Linked DNA regions of Mus musculus: region 2 is linked to region 1. The links are chromatin contacts, called in public HiChIP or PLAC-seq maps. All regions are on one chromosome and are shown on one strand. The core of a region is the stretch at or near the end of the contact, and the rest is flanking DNA. Distances in the headings are between cores, read along the strand shown. Region 1 has its middle 120 kb from the start of Mir680-3. Region 2 holds the start of Bzw2 (basic leucine zipper and W2 domains 2).

What was found. HiChIP or PLAC-seq counts read pairs in DNA pulled down with a chosen protein or histone mark.
Region 2: an H3K4me3 HiChIP or PLAC-seq map of bone marrow-derived macrophages shows a contact between it and region 1, with 4 times the contacts expected there. The contact joins the promoter of Bzw2 here to the enhancer-like site in region 1. A contact is called at or near these places in 5 of 39 promoter capture datasets (3T3-L1-derived adipocytes, hippocampal neurons, liver and 1 more), 1 of 484 Hi-C or Micro-C datasets (bone marrow-derived macrophages) and 4 of 115 datasets of contacts at active chromatin or transcription factors (the NIH/3T3 cell line, astrocytes, bone marrow-derived macrophages and 1 more).

The regions. Positions count from the first base shown.
Region 1 is chr12:35,314,298-35,319,239 of GRCm38.p6, reverse strand. No RefSeq gene overlaps it. Among named protein-coding and RNA genes, the nearest start is that of Mir680-3, 120 kb to the right of the region's middle. Within about 2 kb of position 1,964, at least 28 of the 459 cell types and tissues checked have an H3K27ac peak or open chromatin away from gene starts, as enhancers often do. A contact at or near this core is called in bone marrow-derived macrophages, where this site is marked.
Region 2 is chr12:36,153,785-36,158,773 of GRCm38.p6, reverse strand. Bzw2 (basic leucine zipper and W2 domains 2) reads left to right here and starts at 1,949. Exons shown (of 12, transcript NM_025840.3): 1 at 1,949-2,106. Ankmy2 (ankyrin repeat and MYND domain containing 2) reads right to left here and starts at 1,650. Exons shown (of 10, transcript NM_146033.3): 1 at 1,351-1,650. The coding sequence starts at 1,417.

The DNA.
Region 1 (4,942 bases), core at 715-3,214:
TGAACTGGAGGAGAAACAGTGAGCTGGATGTAAAGTGAATGAATAAAAAGAAAAAAGTATATGTGGTCAAGGGAGGCAGTTTCATGAGTGAAACCATTTTGTCTGAAAGCATGGAAAACATGGCCTAAACGAAACATGATGTGACTCATGGACTGAGATGTGTTTCTTGTAATAACATACAGAAGAGTGTCCTGGAGTGGAGTGCATATTAAAATGTAGATTGCAGTTCATATCCCAGGTGAAAAAGATGAAGTAAAGTCACATGCTGCTCTGAGACTTCTAAGGAAGGAGACACTAAAGAACACGCACACTCACACAAGGACATACGCACACACACATAGGCACACACACATCGTGCACACACACAAACACATACACACATGCAAATGCACACACAGGCATACACACATGCACACATACACAGGCACACACACACAGAGGCACACATACCCACTCACATACACACAAACACACACTCACACGCAAACACACACAGGTATACACACATACTCACACACACATTCACTCACACATGCACACACACTCATTCATGCATGTACATGCACACACACACACAAATGCACACACAGGCACACACAGACATACACACACACAAGGCCCCCTATGCCTATGTTCCTCTTCCCCTAGACACACACACACTGAGAGGTTTATAAATGCATAGCTGAATCAATGCTATGAGTTAGACATTACTTCTATTTTACCCAAAAAAAACCACCAAAAAATCCTCAAATTAAATGTAGCAAACTTGTTCTGCACCCCATAAATTAGTAATAAAGGGGTCCCTTTGAACCCCATTTTCCTTTGAATGGCCTGTATCCCTGAGGCTATTGTTTTAGAATTACAACTTTTAATGAAGTGATTATTGAAAAAGGTAATTGTGGAATTTCTTTCCATCAAAATGTGATTCCCCATCCCATTTTTAAATAATAACTGTTCACAATCTCCTGTTTTATCATCCAGAGCTACCATGTCTGAAGCCATTTGCCATGTAGATTGCACCTGGAACTTCTTGTACATGTCTAATCTAACTATAAATAATATAAACACCTATTGAAAAGACAGCTATGTTGTCCTTTGCAAAGTCATGTCTTAATATCTGCTATCTAGTGAACAGACCTTTAAAATATATTCATGTGCTTAAATCACTTATACTGGATTTGCAGACAATCTAAACCAAAATATGCAAACGATAGTCTCCAAATGGAGGTGTGTGTGTGTGTGTGTGTGTGTGTGTGTGTGTGTGTGTGTGTAGGTGTGTGTGTGTATGGAGGTGTGCGATAACTGCTTCCCCTATCGAGGTGGCATGAGCAACTTCAGCCTCAAATTTTTAAGTTGAAAAGATAATAACCTCTAAGTCCCTGATAAATCACAAAATACCTTCATGATCTTCATCAAATACAAGAGTACTAGTTCAATGACCATTTTAATGTGATGTTGCCTAGTTTTATGTCAATGTAACACAAGCTTGAGTTATTTGAAAGGAAGGAATCAATTGAGAAGATGCCCCTATAAGTTCCAGCCACAAGGCATTTTCTTAGTTATTGATGTGGGAAGGTCCAGCTCATGGTGGGTGGGGCCACCCCTGGAGTGGTGGTCCAGGGTACTATAAGAAAGCAGGCTGAACAACCCAGAGGAGAAAGCCAGTGAGCAGAGGCCCTCTGTGGCCTCTGCATCAGCTCCTGCCTCCAGGTTTCTGCCCTGTTTGAGTTTCTGCCCTCACTACTTTTGGTGATGAACTGTTATATGGAACTGTAAGGGAAATAAGCTTTTCCTTTCCCCTAGTTGCTTTAGATCATGATGTTTTATTACAGAAATAGTAACTCTAAGACATAAACTACTGTTTATACACTTTGCTGCCATTGCTATGTGAGACTCAATCCCCTGGTAGTGGTTCCCTTTAAGAGAATTTAAAACTAAATGAAGGAAGGAAGACAAAGGGACATGAGTCATATGCTAAGAAAAATAACAACACAGCAAGTTGGCCGCAGATAATTTCCTGAAACCAGTATGTGAAGGAGTGAGTTATGTGAAAGAATAACATGAGCAGGTCCTTTTGTGAAGTGGTAAAATTTCCAAACTAAATATCCATCTCGAGCCGGAGGCAACAAACAAATGGAAGATAAGAAAAAGTCAGAGTGATTTTTTTTTAAAGTTTGCTTTCTCCATTTGCAATGTAATTGAGAAACAAAATAAACGAACAGGCCAATTCCCACTTTAGGATTTATAGTGTCGCAACTTCTGCATAAAAGCTTTAGTAGCGTTGTATACCCTGGTCCCCTTGACCCTGCACTCTGAAAACATCTCCTTGGAAAATCGGAGCTTTTAGTTAATGTTTTTATGGGACATATTCTATGGAAGCCCACAGCAAACACACAAGGCAATTGAATAAATTGCCAGCTGCTAACAATTCTTTCGATAGAGTAAACCCTACTCCTGTTTCAAAAATTATTTTATTGAAAATAGATTTTTTTCATCTAATATTATTCTGATTATAGCTCCCCTTCCAAACTCCTCTCAGGTTCTCCCCATATCCCCTGCCACCTACATCCACACCTCTCTTTCTTTCATTAGAATACAAACAGGCATCTAAAAAACAATGATAAAATGATGATAAAATAAAATAAGATTAAAAACCAAACAAACTGAAATAGGACAAAAGAAACATACAAAAAAAAAAAGCCAAAGGAAAAAACATAAGAAACACAGATAGACACAGGGACACACATATTCCTAAAGAGAGAAAACCCATAAACACAAAATAAAGATTTAAAAAAGAAAAAGAAAGCCCAGACAAAGCATTGCAAGATGGAAAATCTTCCAAAAATACCATTGAATTGCTTTTATCTTGGCCAAGTACTGCTGAGCATGGGGCCTGCTTCTAAGTGTGGCTTGTGTACCCAGTCAGACTCCCTTGGAGAAAACTAACTTTTCCTTTGTAGGGACTTATCATTGGATGGAGTTTCTGATTGTGCTCACTCCCCCTCTCAGTGCTAGGACACACCTGGCTGAGACCCTCAAGCCCAGTGTCACTACCCCTGTGAGATCATGTATGTCAGGCCTGCTGTGTCTAGAAGGACTCATTGCTGTCCTGCTCTTACACTATTTCTCTCTCCTCTCCTGCAGGGTTCCCTGAGCCCTGAGGAGAGGGACTAGCTAGGGTATAAAATAAAAGCTTAAAAAAAAAAAAAAGGCAAAATCAACAACATTCTTTCATGTAGTAAACTCTTTCAGTAACTGTCTCTGGTGTCCACAAACCCCACCAAGGTTTAGAATACTTCCTAGAGTTTCCATTAACTTAGTAAAATACAAAGTAGACCCTGATATTTTCAAAATTGAAAATGAGGTAAGTAATAATATTCTTCCCCGCCCCCCCCCAAAAACCCTTAAGATTATTAACGGAAAACATACGAGATTTCATAAGTTCAGCAAATCAATGGACATAAGATAAAATAGATCAACTATTCTTCAGCATGTTAGCAGTAGCTATTTCTCTCTCTCTCACACACACACACACACAAATACACAAGATAAAACAGAAAAGAAACTATGTGGAAATGCACAGGAATCATGAAAGTCTTTCCAGGGATAATCACATAAACAACAGCTTAGGTAAAATATTCGCCTTGGTAGAAGATAAGATGTCAGCTGGGATCTGGAGCTTAGGTGTGAGAGCTCACAGCTCAAATTTTGAACATTATTTAGAGAGCAAACTGGGAGTGTCATAGGACTTTGAAACCCTTAACTGCAGCCTCAGTGACCCACCTCCTTCAACAAGGCCATGCCTCTTAGGATGTGCTCTATTGAAAGATTACCAACTGGGGCCACATATTCAAATGCCCGAGATTCACTCAGGATGATGTTCTCAAGTTCCATCTGTTTGCCTGAAAAATTCATGATGCCTCGGTTTTTAATAGCGCATAGTATTCCATTGTGTAGATGCACGACATTTTCTTTATCCACTCTTCACTTGAGGGGCATCTAGGCTGCTTCCAATTTCTGGCTATTACTAAATAACGCGGCTATGAACATCATTGAGCAAGTATCTTTGTAAGATGTTGGAGCATCTTTTGAGTATATACTAAGGAGTGGTATAGCTGGGTCTAGAGGTAGAACTACTCCCAGTTTCTGAGAAAACATCACATTGATTTCCAAAGCGGCTGAACACGTTTGTACTCCCACCAGCAATGGAGGAGTGTTCCCCTTTCCCTATGTCCTCTCCAGCATGTGCTATCTCTTAGCCTCTCTGATGGGTATAAGATGGAATCTCAGAGCTGTTTTGATTTGTATTTCCCTGATGACTAAGGACTTTGAACATGTCTTTAAGTGCTTGTTGGCCATTCAAGGTTTCTCTCTTGAGAATTCTCTGTTTAATTCTGTACCCCATTTTTAAAATTGTGTTACTTGGGTTGCTGGAAACAACCCCAGCTACTAATTTCAATTTTTATTCTTGTTATGGTGTTTGTTTTTTATTTTAAAACAAGGTCTTCTGTAGCCCAGGCTGACCTTGAACTCTTCAGTCGTCCTGTTTCCATCTCCCATGTGCACAGCCATTTACCATCACACAAGGATCACACCAGGCATCAAGACACTGAACTTAAAAATATAAATATTTAAAGATGTAAAATTTTTCCACATAAACTTTTTGCAAGACAAAGAATTTGAACTGAGCACTCACAATACAAATGACAACACTCCATCCTTTGTCTTTATGGCTGCTGAAAGCCGGTTTAGAAGTTATCTACCCAGTAAAAACTATTGTCTTACGATGAAAGCAAATCTCACACAAAACCCTCCCACAGTTCAAGTGGTTAAAACTACACAAGTCTTCATTAACAACAGGCAAAAAAGTACCCTGGAATGTAGGCTCCCTAAAATGCCTGCTCTGTCCTTTGAAAGCTCTTGCTTGCCACAGGAAAAACAC
Region 2 (4,989 bases), core at 700-3,199, 840 kb before region 1:
AAAACCAGAATTCCTATCCCTGGTGGATTATGGGTTGAAAGCTGTCCTCTCTTAATTTTGATTGGTACAACAGGCACACAGCCGGGGCTCCAGTTCACTAACCTAAATCCCAGACCCACTAAAGGGAGCAAGAAACTAACCTAGAGACGGCATGAAAGCCAGAACTCATTGACAGCCATGCAGTTCATAGAATAAAAATCCAACCCAGAGCTCTGAGATTTCCAGCAAATATTGATTACCGTGAGAATCATGACTGATTTAGAAGTGAGATCAGTTCCTAGTCGCCTGCTGAGTTCAAACCATTGTTTTCTCTTCTCATACTCTTTAGACACGTGGACAGTCCTTGTTAGGAAGAATACATTTGTCTTCCTATCTGTGATTCTAGATGAGTTTGGCTAAGTAGAAAACTGTAAACCCAGGAGCTCTGTATTACAATGTCTGGCTTCTCTGTCATTCGAGGGCACATGTTTAATTTTTTCACTTAAAGCATCCACATTAATCATGCCCACAGGCACCGCATCCTCTTCTCAGCAAAGTGACAGTGCACGTGGTCACGCTGATGTTACCTGCCAGGTAACGGGGATGCGGCCAGGAACTCATTTGGGACATGCACTCAGGGACTGGTGGGGAAACATGGCTTCTAGTTGGCTTCCTTCCTGCAAGCTGCACAGAGGAGGCGTGGCTCGAATCCACAAAGTGGACTGGGAAGCACCAAGGAGCTCAACAAGATCACTTGAGGTCTAACATCGGACCAAGGTCAGTCGTGTCTGTGGGTGCCTGCGCCGACCTGGGCTACAGGAAGCCAGCCACAGAAGGCCTTGATGCAGAAAGCTCAGGGCGGAACATGCAGAGCGAGTTCTGTGCCCTTATAAAGAACCCCTGTTGCTGAAAGCTCCCTCCACCCGCAGCAGGGGCGGGGATCTGCAAGGGATCCAGATCCTTAAGCCTCCGGAAGTCGAAAGGGCCCTTTATACACCCGACTTGGAGCCTAGAACTACCAGGCCACTGCGGTCTTGACTGATTACGGTCAAAACATCCAATGAGCTGGCAAGCATGCATACGCAAAGACAGGCGCCCAGGGCCACGCGTGACTGTCTAAGATGTGTAGTGACAGTCGGTCGATTTCCAAAAAGCTGATTTAGAGGTCTAAGCTCGGCAACCTAGATCTGATGGCCTCAATTTTTCTGCCTCCCATCTCCCCGCCCCTGCAATCGGTCCCCAGACAGAGACAGAAAGGCTTTTTCCGGATTGCAAGTTGCCCAAGGTCCTCCGGGCCTAGGGCGCGCTCCAGGCTCCTCAATGCCCTGAGACCAGGTGTGCAGCACCCGGATACCAACCCTGCACCCGTACCTTTCCCGATCACTTCCAGCAGTTCCTTTTCCTCCTGGGTCAGCTCGCCTTTCTTTATGTGACCCATCGTTCCCGCCAGCTTGACGCTTATTCTATTTCTTTGGAAAGGTTTTTTAAAAAAACAAGAGACGTGTATGCGTCGTGGAAGACCGCCACAGCAAGGCAACTCGAGGCCGGAGCAGCAGCCCAGTGAAGTGGCAGAGTCGCTAGGGTCTCACGGCTGGGGGCTGGCGGGTGCGGCGAGCTTGAGCGAGCCGGGCTGGCGCTCTCCACAAGTCCCGCCCCCGCGCCTCAATGGCCAGGTCGGGAGGAGGAGCTGCAAGAGGCAGCAAGCGACTCCAATTGGAGCAACCTACGAGGTCCAAACCAAAAGGAGACATTTGGAAGGGGATTCAATACATCTTCTAGGTTTCCTATTCCCATGATAACCTATTAAGAAGTACAGGGACACAGGGTTCCTTGGATTCTAAGGATAGAAGTTCTCTGCCTGGTAGTGACTTCTGTGGGCACGTGCGGAGGCATTGGGATGCAGCTAGACGGGCTGCACTGCCCCTAAGAGTGGCGCGGTTCGGGCAAGGGGCGGGGATAGGGCGGGGCCGGGGCAGGAGGCGGAGCTACACCGGGTTCTGTGTGTCTGTGTCAATGTGTCTGTCCTTCACTCCTCCATTGTCTGCCTCAGCCACTGCCGCCGCCACTGCTGCTGCAGGATCCGCCGCAGCCACCAGTCTCGCGCGTCGTCGCTCCCTCCTTGGACAGGTAAGAGGTGATCAGGTGGGGCGGCGGGAGCCTGAGAGTTGAGCGAGCAGTGACCGCCTCCGAGCCAAGGGGTCCCAGCGGGCTGGAGCTGGCGTGGAGGAAGCATGTGCCACCTGGGGCGGTTGCCTTCCTCTTCATAGAGGAGCCCCCGCGCCGCGCCATCATCCATGCACGTACTGTGTATTAGTGCCTCTCGAGCGAGACCTAGACCTCGCTACGTTTGTCCGCCCCAAGAGCTCCGGGGACCGCGGGCCGGCCGTAAGCTGGCCACGCGGTGAAAGTGGCGGGTGCACATGGTCTCGTGCGTGGCGATCCCCGGGGAGGCCCACTGCCGGGAGGTGAGGGGAACACCCCATGACCAGCGACACTGGGAGAGGCTCGGAGAAGGTAAATTTCTTTTTGCAAACCTAGCCCTCCCCAGTACTTGTCTGTCATTTCTTGCCCTCTGTGGAAGCCATGGAACCTGGACCTGTGGTGTTCGCTAAGGATATTTAGAAGCGACTTACAACTGCTCTGATACTTTGTTGGGGTGTGGGGGTCTTTTTTGCTCTGAGAGAGCTGCCTGTCTTTATAACTCAGGTTTGGGGATTTATGGAACTAGGGAGGGTAGGCTGGAGAGGGCGGGGATTAAATTGGTGTTGCTGTCTATATATAGCCTTAGATTAGTTTCTTAATCCAGCCTTCATTCAACTGTGGTGTGGCTCCTGGAGCGTCCACCGTAGGTAGATAAGAGGTGAATATCGTGTGTACCTTTCTGTGCCTCCGATGCAAGGTACGCTTAAGAAAATATTCAATCATTCCTCCAAGATGCTTATCTGTAGCGTTCTACAGCGTCAATCACTGCTTCTTCGGAAATGACTGTTTAGTTTTGCTGTTGTTTCTCAACAGACTGGTATTGATGTTTCCGTTAAAACACAATTGTGCTAGGGAGAAATACTTGAATAATCATGTAGGTGGTTTTTATTAAGTAGCCCCAGGATCGCTCTTTCATTCCACGGTGCCAAGAATGATGTGAAATGCCTTTTCCTGTGGCCCCTCTACCTCGTTTTGCTCAAAGCGCGTACTAGCACTTCAGAGACCCACAGATGACGTTCCCTATCTCTTATCTTTAACCAAAATCTTTTCTAAACTCCCGCTGCCCATCCCCCAACAGCCACCGACAGACATGAGCTTCAGCTTGGGGAGGGAGGAGCAGATAGATTCTCCCATGAAAATGGTTGGTAATTATTCATCTCAATATATAACAAAGAAACTTTTGTTTGATGATGCTTTAAAAATGATGTAGCTGTTCAAACAAGCAGTAGGGCTTGTGAGAGTGACCAGTGTTGTGTAACACATAATGCTACCGCCACAGCAATTAATGTGCCAGAGGTAGTAGCCACAGACCTAAGAAAATGCCTGAGAGTAACCTCGCCATGTGACTACACATCATTTCATCAGATGCAGAGACAGAATTGGGTACTTAACTGCCAGGGTTTCCATCTCTGGTGCCAAATCTGGGCCATGGTTACTTGAAGGTCACACCTGTTTGTCTCCCTGGGGTTGTCAGTTCCTCGACCGATGGAAACATTAGGTTGTGTTTTAAGCACCTGGTGGGTATTTCGTCTTCTGAATGCATGGCTTTCATTTAGAGTTGATGATATTTACGGACAAAGGAAAACACCCACCCAGAAGTGCAGATAAATCCTATGTTCAGTTTGAATTTTGGAACCAGATACCTAATGGAGAGTGTTCAGAAGGGTTTCAATCGTAGCATAAATATTTAATGTCAAAATTAGATTAGCTAATGAGCTTATTGAAATGTGTTCTCATTAAAGAACTCTATTGATAATGAAATAACTATTCATTTTGACTATCTAATCTGTCCCAGATAGTCTGCCAGATGCTGTGCATAGGATTATTTTAACCATTGTCGCTATATGCCAGGAATCAGCCAGTATTATCTTCATTTATGAACGTATGAACAGAAACTAAAGGAGGTTAATTTGCCCACAGCCCCACATTTGGAAAGTATGGAATCTGGAATTAGATTCTTTCTGATCCGTCTGTAAAAACCTTTCTCGGGGTATGGTGGTACACACCTCTAATCTCAGTATTCTGGAAGCAAAGGCAAGCAAATCTTTCTACAGAGCTGCTAGACAGGGCTATGTTACACAGTAAAACCCTGACTTAGAGATTAAAAATAAAACAAATAAAAACACAGCCAAACTGAATGGGGAGAAAAAGAAATAAAAAGGAAAACCATGACTGTTCCTATGAATGCTGGAGGAGAAAGTTTATTAGATATCTGGGAGAATCCAGAGTGGATGTGACCCAGAGCCATGTAAGGAGAGGGCAGAGAGGAGAACCAGGTACAGCAGCCAAGAGGGCAAAAGAAACAGGTAACCGACATGGCTGGATTATATAGGGAAGAACCTCTGAGGGAAGGGCAGCCCAGCCCTTGCACTGGAGAGTTCATGTAGACGACAGGGGATGCCAGTCAAACCCTATAACAGGTAAGGACTGAGGGATGCTGGGAGAACCTTGGCCACTAGGTTGACTTTGGTATGTCGAATAACTCCTTCAGCTATTTGTCACAGGATTTAAGACTTTGCTTAGCACACAACTTTAGTCTCCTCGCTCTTCTTCCTGTGCTTGGCGGCGCTAAGTGGGGAAGGACACTTCCTTGTGCCTGGCTGGTCTATATGATGTGTATGTGAGCCAGTATGCCATGGCTGCTGGTCTATATGATGTTTATGTGAGCCAACATGCCATAGGTGCAAGCCTCCTTCCTCCTTGTTCCCTGGGCCTCCTTCTTCTCCTTTACCCCCAGCCTTCTTGAGATGGATATTTGTAGTTTATGTGTCTATTTCCATGGCTTTTTTTCCTTAAAAAAAAAAAAAA